2 separate regions of the Danio rerio genome follow, and region 2 is linked to region 1. A link is a contact called in public Micro-C data. All regions are on one chromosome and are shown on one strand. The core of a region is the stretch at or near the end of the contact, and the rest is flanking DNA. Distances in the headings are between cores, read along the strand shown.

Evidence for each region. Hi-C and Micro-C count contacts between places; a contact is called where the count stands out from the background.
Region 2: a contact with region 1 is called in a Micro-C map of caudal fin, with 5 times the contacts expected there. The contact joins the promoter of ora6 here to the promoter of entpd5b in region 1. A contact is called at or near these places in 3 of 18 Hi-C or Micro-C datasets (caudal fin, embryo and hematopoietic stem cells).

Annotation. Positions count from the first base shown.
Region 1 is chr20:58,250,578-58,255,664 of GRCz12tu, forward strand. entpd5b (ectonucleoside triphosphate diphosphohydrolase 5b) reads right to left here and starts at 3,010. Exons shown (of 14, transcript XM_002665820.7): 1 at 2,442-3,010.
Region 2 is chr20:58,398,520-58,403,663 of GRCz12tu, forward strand. It overlaps ora6 (olfactory receptor class A related 6), which reads right to left and starts at 1,893. Exons shown (of 1, transcript XM_003200787.4): 1 at 597-1,893. The coding sequence starts at 1,682. The coding sequence ends at 678. All of the region lies in intron 1 of LOC100331694 (bromo adjacent homology domain-containing 1 protein), which reads right to left.

The sequences.
Region 1 (5,087 bases), core at 1,760-4,259:
AGACCACAACCACATTAACACATACACAAACACATACCACACAAACACACCACACACACCCACACACATTAACATACACACACATATTAACACACATCCCACACACACATTACCTACACCCAATTAGACACACCCATGCACTCTCTCCTACACACACACTCACAGATCACACACAGTAACATACACACATGCACATTAACACAATGGACCACACACATTAACATATATACACTCACACACCGCAGGTATGTTTTTGTGAATTGTGGGGACATTCCATAGGTTTCTGTTGTTTTATGCTGTACAGTGTATTATCCATAGGGATGCAACAATTACAGATTTTGGTTGTGCGATTATAGTCTGAGGAATAATCACGGTTACCACGATTTTTATGCATTGCTAGTTTAGAAAATCACATGAAAACTGCTTATATTTTAAGTGTGATTTATTACTGCTTCGTAACCAAATAATACGACACAAAACAAACAATAGTCCAATTCACTTCGGACTTAAATTTTTTTTTTTTTAAGTTTTGGCATTTAAACATAAGTTATAATCTTACACTGAAAATAAATGTCAATGAATAAAAAAAATTATGTAAATCAATAAATAAATAAATAAAAATAAATGTAAAATAAATAAAAATAAATTAACTTTAAATAAATAAAATAAATTACAATAAATAAAATTTAAATAAATGAATATAAATTTTAATAAATTTAAATAAACTAGAAAACTAAATGTAAATAAATAAAAAAAATGACAATATATAAATAGTTTTTAAAGAAATTAATTTAAAATAAATAAATATATTTTTTAAATAAATAATAATAATAAATAAATAAAATACATAAATAAAATAAATAACTAAAATTAAAAATCTATAAATAAATGAATAAATAAATACATAGTATTTGTTTAATGTAAATCTAAGTTACATTACAAATGTTTTCAACTTTTGATCAACTATTTAACATAATTGTTTGGTATTTTTCATTTTGCATTTTTCATTTTGTATTGTTCTTCTCAGTGTAGGGCGCTCGCGGGATTCTTTCAACTAGTATGTGCGTCTAGAAAGCACGAGTCCGTCGTTCCATATATGCAAGCAATGCGCCTCCATTGGAAATAACGAACTTGCACGTGCAAAAGACGCGATATGTGACGGGCCCTTAGTTAATAGCCTCAGCCACAGTTAATCCAGTGTGCATGGTGTACAGAACAAGCTCAGAACTTCAAACTAGCACTCAGTTGGCATCACTTTAAGTTGCAGCAGTTTTGTTCCATGCAGAAACACAGTGTTGAGAAGCTTCATGATTAATTAACTGTGACGAATTATAGTGTGGTTAAAAGTGAAATCGGTTAATGATTGCATCCCTAATTATACACACATATTTCTCTCGCACAACCCAACACTAAACAGTGTGCAGATTTATTTGATGAAAAAAAAACTCATATCAGCAACGTCCTCATAATTCACCCTATAATAACACCTGTGTCATACCTATGACATTACACACACACCTGTACTCATACATCACACACACACTAGAGCTGTGCAATAGGATAGTGCATATCATTCATTCGTTTTCTTTTCGGCTTAGTCCCTTTATTAATCAGGGGTCGCCACAGCAGAATGAACCGCCAACTTATCCAGCATATGTTCTACGCAGCGGATGCCCTTCCAGCTGCAACCCATCACTGGGAAACACTCATACACACTCATTCGCACACATACACTACGGACAATTTAGCCTACCCAATTCCCCTGTACTGCATGTGTTTGGACTGTGGGGGAAACAGGAGCACCCGGAGGAAACCCACGTCAACATGGGGAGAACATGCAAACTCCACATAGAAACACCAACTAACCCTGCATTTGTCATGACGAACCACGTGGAGTCTGATCTTTTCGATTCAGATGTGTGCCACCTTCATATGTGCTATTAAATCAGACACAGATCTGATGCTCTGCAACATAACTAGCACACAGGTTGATAATGTGTCCCAAAAAGTGAAGGTTGTTTAGGGCTGTGCGATCTGGGGAAAATATCTAATTGCGATTTTTTTTGAGATATCGCAATTTCGATTTGATTTGCGATTTATTTTGTAGTCAAGCTTCAGCTCAATAATCTGTACCGTAGCTTCCTACTGATAAATGAATGTTAGTTAAATAAAAATGAAAAGGGAAAATCCCTTATTTTCACATCCCAATGTTGACAGAGGCGGTTCATTCCGCTGTGGCGACCCCAGATTAATAAAGGGACTAAGCTGAAAAGAAAATGAATGAATGAATGAATGAATGTTGACAGGTATGGCTCTAACACACACACACACACACACACAGAGAGAGAGAGAGAGAGAGAGAGAGAGAGAGAGAGAGAGAGAGAGAGAGAGAGAGAGAGAGAGAGAGAGAGAGAGAGAGAGAGAGAGAGAGAGACACTCGCCTCAGCTCGGTGTGGTGTTCTCCGTCAGCAGGGTTGGTGTGGCAGCAGCTGCTGGGCTCCAGATGCCGATGATCATGTTGATTTTGACCGCAGCAGAATCAGCACTCGCGGCTTTGCTGAACTCTCACATTCTGCGTGTTTCTGTCGGTAAACAGCGCTGATCTCACACTTTATTCTGCGTGTTTCTGTCGGTAAACAGCGCTGATCTCACACTTTATTCTGCGTGTTTCTGTCGGTAAACGGCGCTGATCTCACACTTTATTCTGCGTGTTTCTGTCGGTAAACGGCGCTGATCTCACACTATTCTCCACGGCGGTTTAGTCTTATTATAGTTGTTTATGTGCTGCTAACAACACCTCGCTAACTCGCTAAACTCACTCGCAAACTTTCCTGCGTCAATTAAAACACCACAAAACTCGATCAGACTGTTGACACACAGGTCAGCTTTTGAATCCTGAAGGTCAGCGCCGTGTTTCTGAGGAGATTTAACGCATTTATTGACGGTTTATCTTATCATTTCACGGCGCCGGTGTTTGACTGAAGCAAGTTAACAGCTCCGGCTGAACTCCACTTGATTGACAGCAGCAGGTGGTGACGCAATGCCGTGTGGGCGTGTCCAGAGGTAAAGCGCGCAAAACCAGAATCAAAACACGTCAATATGATAACATTACTGAAATCAACATGGCACACAGTACGAGGTGTAGTGTTTACAGACGTTTTGTCTTAGTTCTAGTATTTATATATAAAAGCATCTTTTAGTCAGGCAAAAAATGTAGTCTTGTTTTACAGAATTTTATCAAAATGAACAGGCTTCGTGACTTTACCAAGACTTTCAAAGTTTCATGTCATGTCTACATATACATGTTAAACAATAAGAAAATCAGTGTACGTTTAATTTTTATAGCATATTGTAAAACATGCGACAATCTATTAAGTTTACATTGATTTTTAAATGGGTGGCACGGTGGCTCAGTGGTTATCACTGTGGCCTCACAGCAAGAAGGTCTCTGGTTTGAGTCTCGGCTGGGTCAGTTGGTGTTTCTGTGTGGAGTTTGCATGTTCTCCCTGTGTTGGCATGGGTTTCCTCCGGGTGCTCCGGTTTCCCCCACAGTCCAAACAAATGCGCTATAGGGGAACTGATCAACTACACTGGCCGTAGTGTATGAGTGTGTGTGTGTGTGTGTGTGTGTGAGTGAGAGTTATTTGAGTGAGATGAGTGAGATTATTTGACTGCAAAAGAAACTTACTTTAATTTCTGTCAAACAGAAAATAGTTAAAGACAACTAACACACATTTTGAACACATCAAACATCTTGAGCATCCTTTAACACACAAAAATTACAATGATGATGTAAATGACTGAAAATAGAACAAAGTGCACTAATGACATGTGAAACACGACAAATAGTTCATCACATTATTAATAAAAATCTATTTAATCATCAGTAAACACTGCATACAGGTTAAATAGGTACTGTAAGCATCTATATTTACCCAATATTAGCATTTAAATATATATTCAAGTAAACAGATATTTGTTTACATTTCCATGACTTTCCCAAAACCTTGTGGGTTTATCTGTTTTCCCAAAATATATTCCATGATTGTACAAACCCTGAATTAAGTTTTCCTTTAAAATAAGCAAAGGAATTGGCCAGTGGTGTAAGAAAAATAAAGTTATTTCAAACCAAAAACAAGATGATTTCACTTCCCCCATTGGCAGATTATTTTACTTGTTTTAATTAAAAACTCACCATCTTTGACTAAGTATTGTTGAGAGCAAGACAGTATTTTTTGCTTGTACTCTTTGAATTTTTATATATTTGGTCTAGAAGCAAAATGCAAACTTCTTTGCAGTGTTGTCACTAAGGTGGCCCCTCCCTAAAGGGATAACACACACAGCTTTCTGCCGCTACCTGCCGAGTGAATATAAGTTTCCGGGAAATGTGGAGGGTTTTTTCTCTCATTCGCCGTGCGGTAGCAACACTGCATGAAAAATACACGTTTCCAGCAATTCCTCAAATCAAATATCTCATTTGTCACGAGGGGCATGAATGAAATTGCTGAATGAAAGAGCCAAACTGCAGTTAAAGTCCAACATTTAATCATTTGCCAAATGACTCGATTACTGATGTCCATGTAAACACAGTCACTGTCTTTCTCCCAAACCGACTCTCCCATTTTTGTGCAAATTTTTACAGACCATCCCTCTTTTGCTCCTCCGACACGCCTACTTTCCTGACATTTTCCACAGTAGAGGTGTGGAAAAACCCTGCTGAAACAAGGGGGTTTCATGACCCTTTAAATGCTTAAATAAATATACTAATAATAATAGAAAAATCATATGATCAGTTAGTCCTGACAGCATGTTTTTGAGTCATTTAAACTTATTAAACTAAGTCAATCATGTTTAAACTTAATTTTATAAGTTACGCAAGCTTTTTAAGTCTGTTTAACATTATAAGTTCAATGAACTCATAAAGTTAATTTGATACATTTAACAATTGAAGTTAACCAGAATTTGTTTTTACAGTGTACATTGATATGATTTAATTGAATTAAAAACATATTATATTTGTAAGTCATTAAGTTTCCTAGTGTTATTTCATTCATTTTTATCTATTTAGTTTACATTTATATATATAT
Region 2 (5,144 bases), core at 643-3,142, 150 kb after region 1:
GAGCTATCAGTCATTTAAGGCAGGGCTATCAGTCAGTTAGGGTGGGGCTATCAGTTATTTAGGGTGGAGCTAGCAATACGTTAGTTTAGGGCTCTCTGTACTTTAGGATGGAGCAATCAGCGGGTACCTCGTTTCTGCTCTGCCTTCATCTACTCGTCAATCTTCCTTCATTTTGTTAGTAATTTTCCAACAATCCAGTCGCTCGGTTCCCAAAGACAAACATTATTTCTCATGTCAGGACTGTTTAGAGTGAATGCATCCCACAACAGAGGACAAACACCATCTTAACTTCTGTTTCATGATGACTTTAAGTATGACAATGTGAGCTAGCAAAACAAACACAGAACATTTAGATTTCAAGACAAATGTAATGTAAACACACCCCTGTAATAATCCTCCGCACTACAAGAGCTTTACACTGAAGAGGGCGAAGATCCAGATGTGTCTGCTCCATCATCATCATCATCATCATCATCAGTGTGTGTGATGAGGAGGAGGAGTGTGTGTCTGTGTGTGTTTGTGAGTGGATGATGAGGAGAAAACAAAGCGTGAGGAGAGAAGATTCAGGTGTCTCTGCTCCATCATCATCTTCTGTGTGCGTGTGTGTGCGTGTGTGTGTGTGTGTGTGTGTGTGTGTGTGTGTGTGTGTGTGTGTGTGTGTGCTCCTCTAATAATCCTCAGCAGTATAAGCGCTTTATGCTGAAGAGGTCGTTGCCGATGCCGTAGACGTACGGGCTGAGTGCGGTGTAAATGGTGGTGATGAAGAACTCCACCTCCGCCCACAGAGGGAAGCTGTAGGGGTCAAAGGCCAAATGCAGGAGCAGATACACACTCCAGTCCAGCAGGAAGAGCAACATGGCCGCCAGGATGGCCAGCGTGCTGCGCAGGAGAGAGGAGTGGTGGTGATGAGGGTGGGGCTCCTCCGCCTCTCGAACCCGCACGGCGCGCTGCTGCGCCAGCAGGACCCGCACCATCAGCACACTCGTCACCGTGACGACCAGCAGCGGCAGCACCACACACACCAGCAGGAACACGTACTTGTAGATGTGTGTGAGACACGGGGAGGAGGACGGGCACTGGAAGAAGTCCACCGGGCAGCGCTCGAGCGAAGAGTTGGAGACACTCCAGTGTGTGTTAACCAGGAGCGTGGGCAGACCGAAGGCGAGCGCCACACACACACACAGCACACACATACACACCGCCCAGCGCAGGCTGTCCAGCAGCACGGGCACGTTCACATGCGAGAACACGTCGTGGAGCTTCTGGTGACGGTAGATGCTGATGAGTGCGGTGAAGAGCACGCTGCAGACCTCCCCGAACACCGTCAGGAAGCGCAGCGCGCGGCAGGAACACACACCGATGCAGGACGGAGAACACAGCAGCAGAACATCATACACATCCACCATCACCAGCTGCTGCAGGTTGGCGGAGCACAGAGCCAGCAGGAACAGCTCGAACGACTTCAGGTGTGTGTGTGTGTGCAGGATGGAGACCAGGAGCAGTGTGTTTCCCACAACACCAATGATGGAGATGAAGAGGCGCAGAGAGAGGAGATTCACCTGTATCTGCTCCATCACCATCACCTGTGTGTCGTGTCTGTGTGTGTGTGTGTGTGTGTGTGGATGAGAAGGAGGAGGCGGAGTGTGTTTCCCACAACACAGATGACGGAGAAAACAAAGCATAAGGAGAGGAGATTCAGCTGTTTCTATGTTTATACTAATCTCTAAACAGGGCTCGAAATTAACCTTTTTGCTTGGTAGCACCGGTGCTTCTAACTTTAAAAATGTAGGCGCATCAGGCAAAATTTAGTCGCACCCACCAATTATGAGCACCGTTACTACAAGTTTTATACAAACATATTTATTGCATTTGAAACCAACAGTAATCAAACTAACAAGCAAAAAAAAAAAAAAAAAAATATATATATATATGCAAGCGTGAGGAAAATATGTCTCAACGAAATCCCGTTATCACAAGAAAAAAGATTTTTATAACATAACTGAGTGACCAAAGCATACACGGAGCGCTCACCGGCCCTGCACACACTGCTGGACATGAATGAATCTGTTAAGGGTATAACTGTGCTGTTCTCACGGGTGCTGTCTGATATTGCACTGATGCTTTTGACATATACTGTACCTTATTATATGCATACGTCATGTTAATAGCAATACTTTTCATGAGTAGCGATGTTAGTTTACTCAGTGTAAGGCCGTTTGTGATGGTGTAGATGGTGTTTAATTTTACATATAGCTGCCACTTGCACGGCGGACAGCATCTGGCGATTTATATGAAGGAATAAACAGAAGCTCTCGTGCTAGATGTGGCAAACAGTTACCTGAAAACTCCATCCCACAGACTTTTCACAGCGGACTTGAAGCCAATGGAAGTCTTCTACTCCTGGAAAAGTGTAGATGGTGGATTAACATTCAGCACATGATCACCAGTACGTTGTGTCATTATTTGTGACTAGATGGTTTCTAAAACTAAATCTGTCAGTGGTATCTTCATTCTCATCGTCAGCGCTTTACAGTTTTTCGCAGTAGCAGCTCTCTCTGTCATCCCAAGCCAGAAGGCATTGACTGAGTGATTGACAGCTGATGATTCAGTGCTAGAGCAATGGGCCAATAAGAAGAGCGTGAAGGCGGGACAAGCATTACGGTCTTGGATTTGTTTACTGCAGCAGGTTGACATGGCAACTGTTTTAAACCATTCCTGAGCGCTGCGTTTCGCCTTTCAAGTGCAGACAAAGAGCTTAGAGATGCAATCTGCGTGAATGTCGCAGAATGTGGTGAACATTTTGCAGTAAAAACGGGTCGCACACAACAATTTTAAGCACTCGCAGAAATGCTCCCAAATATATTTTAAGGGTGCATATGCGACCAAAATGGACGCAATTTCTAGCCCTGCCTAAAGTTGGGTCAGTATGGAAAGCACAGATAAAAGAAAGCAGTGATTTCCAGATGTACTCTGACTTGAGTTTCACTGCAGACTATATGAACACAAAATATTGGATGTTTTGTCAGGAGCAGAGATGGGCCGAGGATCACCAACAAATACGAGAGAAAATGACTGAGATGTTCAAACACAATGCTCCTCAGAGCAAGAGAGGAAGACATGTGGATATTTCACCTTCAACAGTGCAGAACATCATTAAAGATTGAAGGAATCTGGAGGAGTTTCAGTGCGTAAAGGACACGAGCGCAAGCCTAAGCTGAACAACCGTGACCTCCGACCCCTCAGGGGGCGCTGCATCAAGAGTCCTCATTCATCTATAAGCCAGATCAGCACATGGGCTCAGCACTACTGCGGGAAACCTTTGTCAAGCACCACAATACAGAGTCACATCCACAAACGCCAGTTAAAACTGCACTGTGCCAAAAGGAAGCCCTATGTTAACGGTGTCCTAAAGCACCGTCCACTTTTCTGGGCTCAGAGGCATCTGGGATGGACCATCACACAGTGGAGATGTGTACTGTGCTGTGATGAAGCAGTGTTTCAGGTGTTTCTGGGAGAAATGGACGCCGTCTGCTCCAGACCAAAGAAGAAGAGGATCATCCAGACTGTCACCAGCAACACGTCCAGAAGCCAGGCTCTAGGGTTGTGTCAGTGCCTTGTGTCTTGGCAAAGGTAGCCTGATCCTGCTCTGATGCTCCATTAATGCTGAACAGCACAGGGAGATTCTGGAGCTCAATATGCTGCCTTCTGCTCCAGGGACGCCCATGCAGAGTTCAACAAGACAATGCAGAACCACATTCAACTCACATTACAGAGTCATGCTGCGGAGGAAGAGGAGACAGATGCTGGACTGGCCTGCCTGCAGTCCCGACCTGTCTCCAATAGAGAATGTGCGGTGCAATTTAAAGTGCAAAATGCCACAATGAAGAGCCTGTACTGTTGCTCACCTTAAGACTTGTTTGCAGGTAGAATGGGACTGAATAACTCCTGAAACACTTCATCACTCGCTGTCTACAGTCCCTAAACGCCTTTAAGTGTTGTGAAGAGCTGTGGTGTAAAGTAACTATTTGCAAATACTCAAATGACTGTAATTGAGTAGTTTTGCTCAGAAATTTAAAAAATGTGCACTTTTATCTACCCTTGAGCACATGTTTACTGCAGAATCTGTACTTTTACTCCACTGCTGTCCTTCAACCTGCAGTCACTACTGTATTTTCTCTAGTCTATATGGATTAGAGAAATCAGTCCTGTGATTCCTGTCCAATCAAATCACACACAGAAGGTAAATCACATCATAACGAACTTCTTCAAGACATGTGCACTTTACATTGCAGCAAACTGTTTGGAAGCATTAAAAGTGTCTAAGAAGATGTTCAAAATCTTTAGACGCATTGACCCAGAGACTGTTTAGATCAGGGATGCCCAAACACAGTCCTGGAGGGCCGATGTCCAGCAGATTTGAGCTCCAACTTGCCTCAACACACCTGTACAGATGTTTCTAGAAAGCCTAGTATAAGCTTGATTACGATTAGCTAGCCCAGGTGTGTCTAATTGGGATTGGAACTAAACTTTGCAGGACACTGGCCCTTCAGGACTGAGTAAGAGCACCCCTGGTTTAGATGCATGTCACTGATGAGAAGATGATCAGTTTGATGATCAGTATTTACTGTACGATGACCGAAATGGCCTTAAAGGGCCATGAAACCCCCTCGTTTCAGCAGGGTGTTTTCACACCTCTACTTTGGAAAAAGTCAGAAAAGTGGGCGTATCCAGCTCTGTTTAGGGGGGAGTGTTGGAGGAACTAAAGTGGGATGGTGTGGGAGTGTCTATTTGGGCACGCGCGAGTTTCAGTCAAAATACACACACATGAGAAAGTGATGGTGTTTAACCTACAGGGACATCTGTAGTCGAATTATTTGCCAAATTATTAAATGGTGGACTTTAACTGCAGTTTGGCTCTTTCATTCAGGGAATTCATTCATGCCCCTCGCGACAAACGCGATATTTGATTTGAGGATCTGCTCTAAGCGTGTATTTTTCATGCAATGTTTGATACCGCACGGCGAATGACAGAAAAAAAACTCTGCATTTCCCGGAAACTTAGATGGTCACAAAATGCGGTGCTGTGTATGCACTCAGTGCAATAGTTAACTTAATTCGATACGAACAAACTGAATAAACAAAGA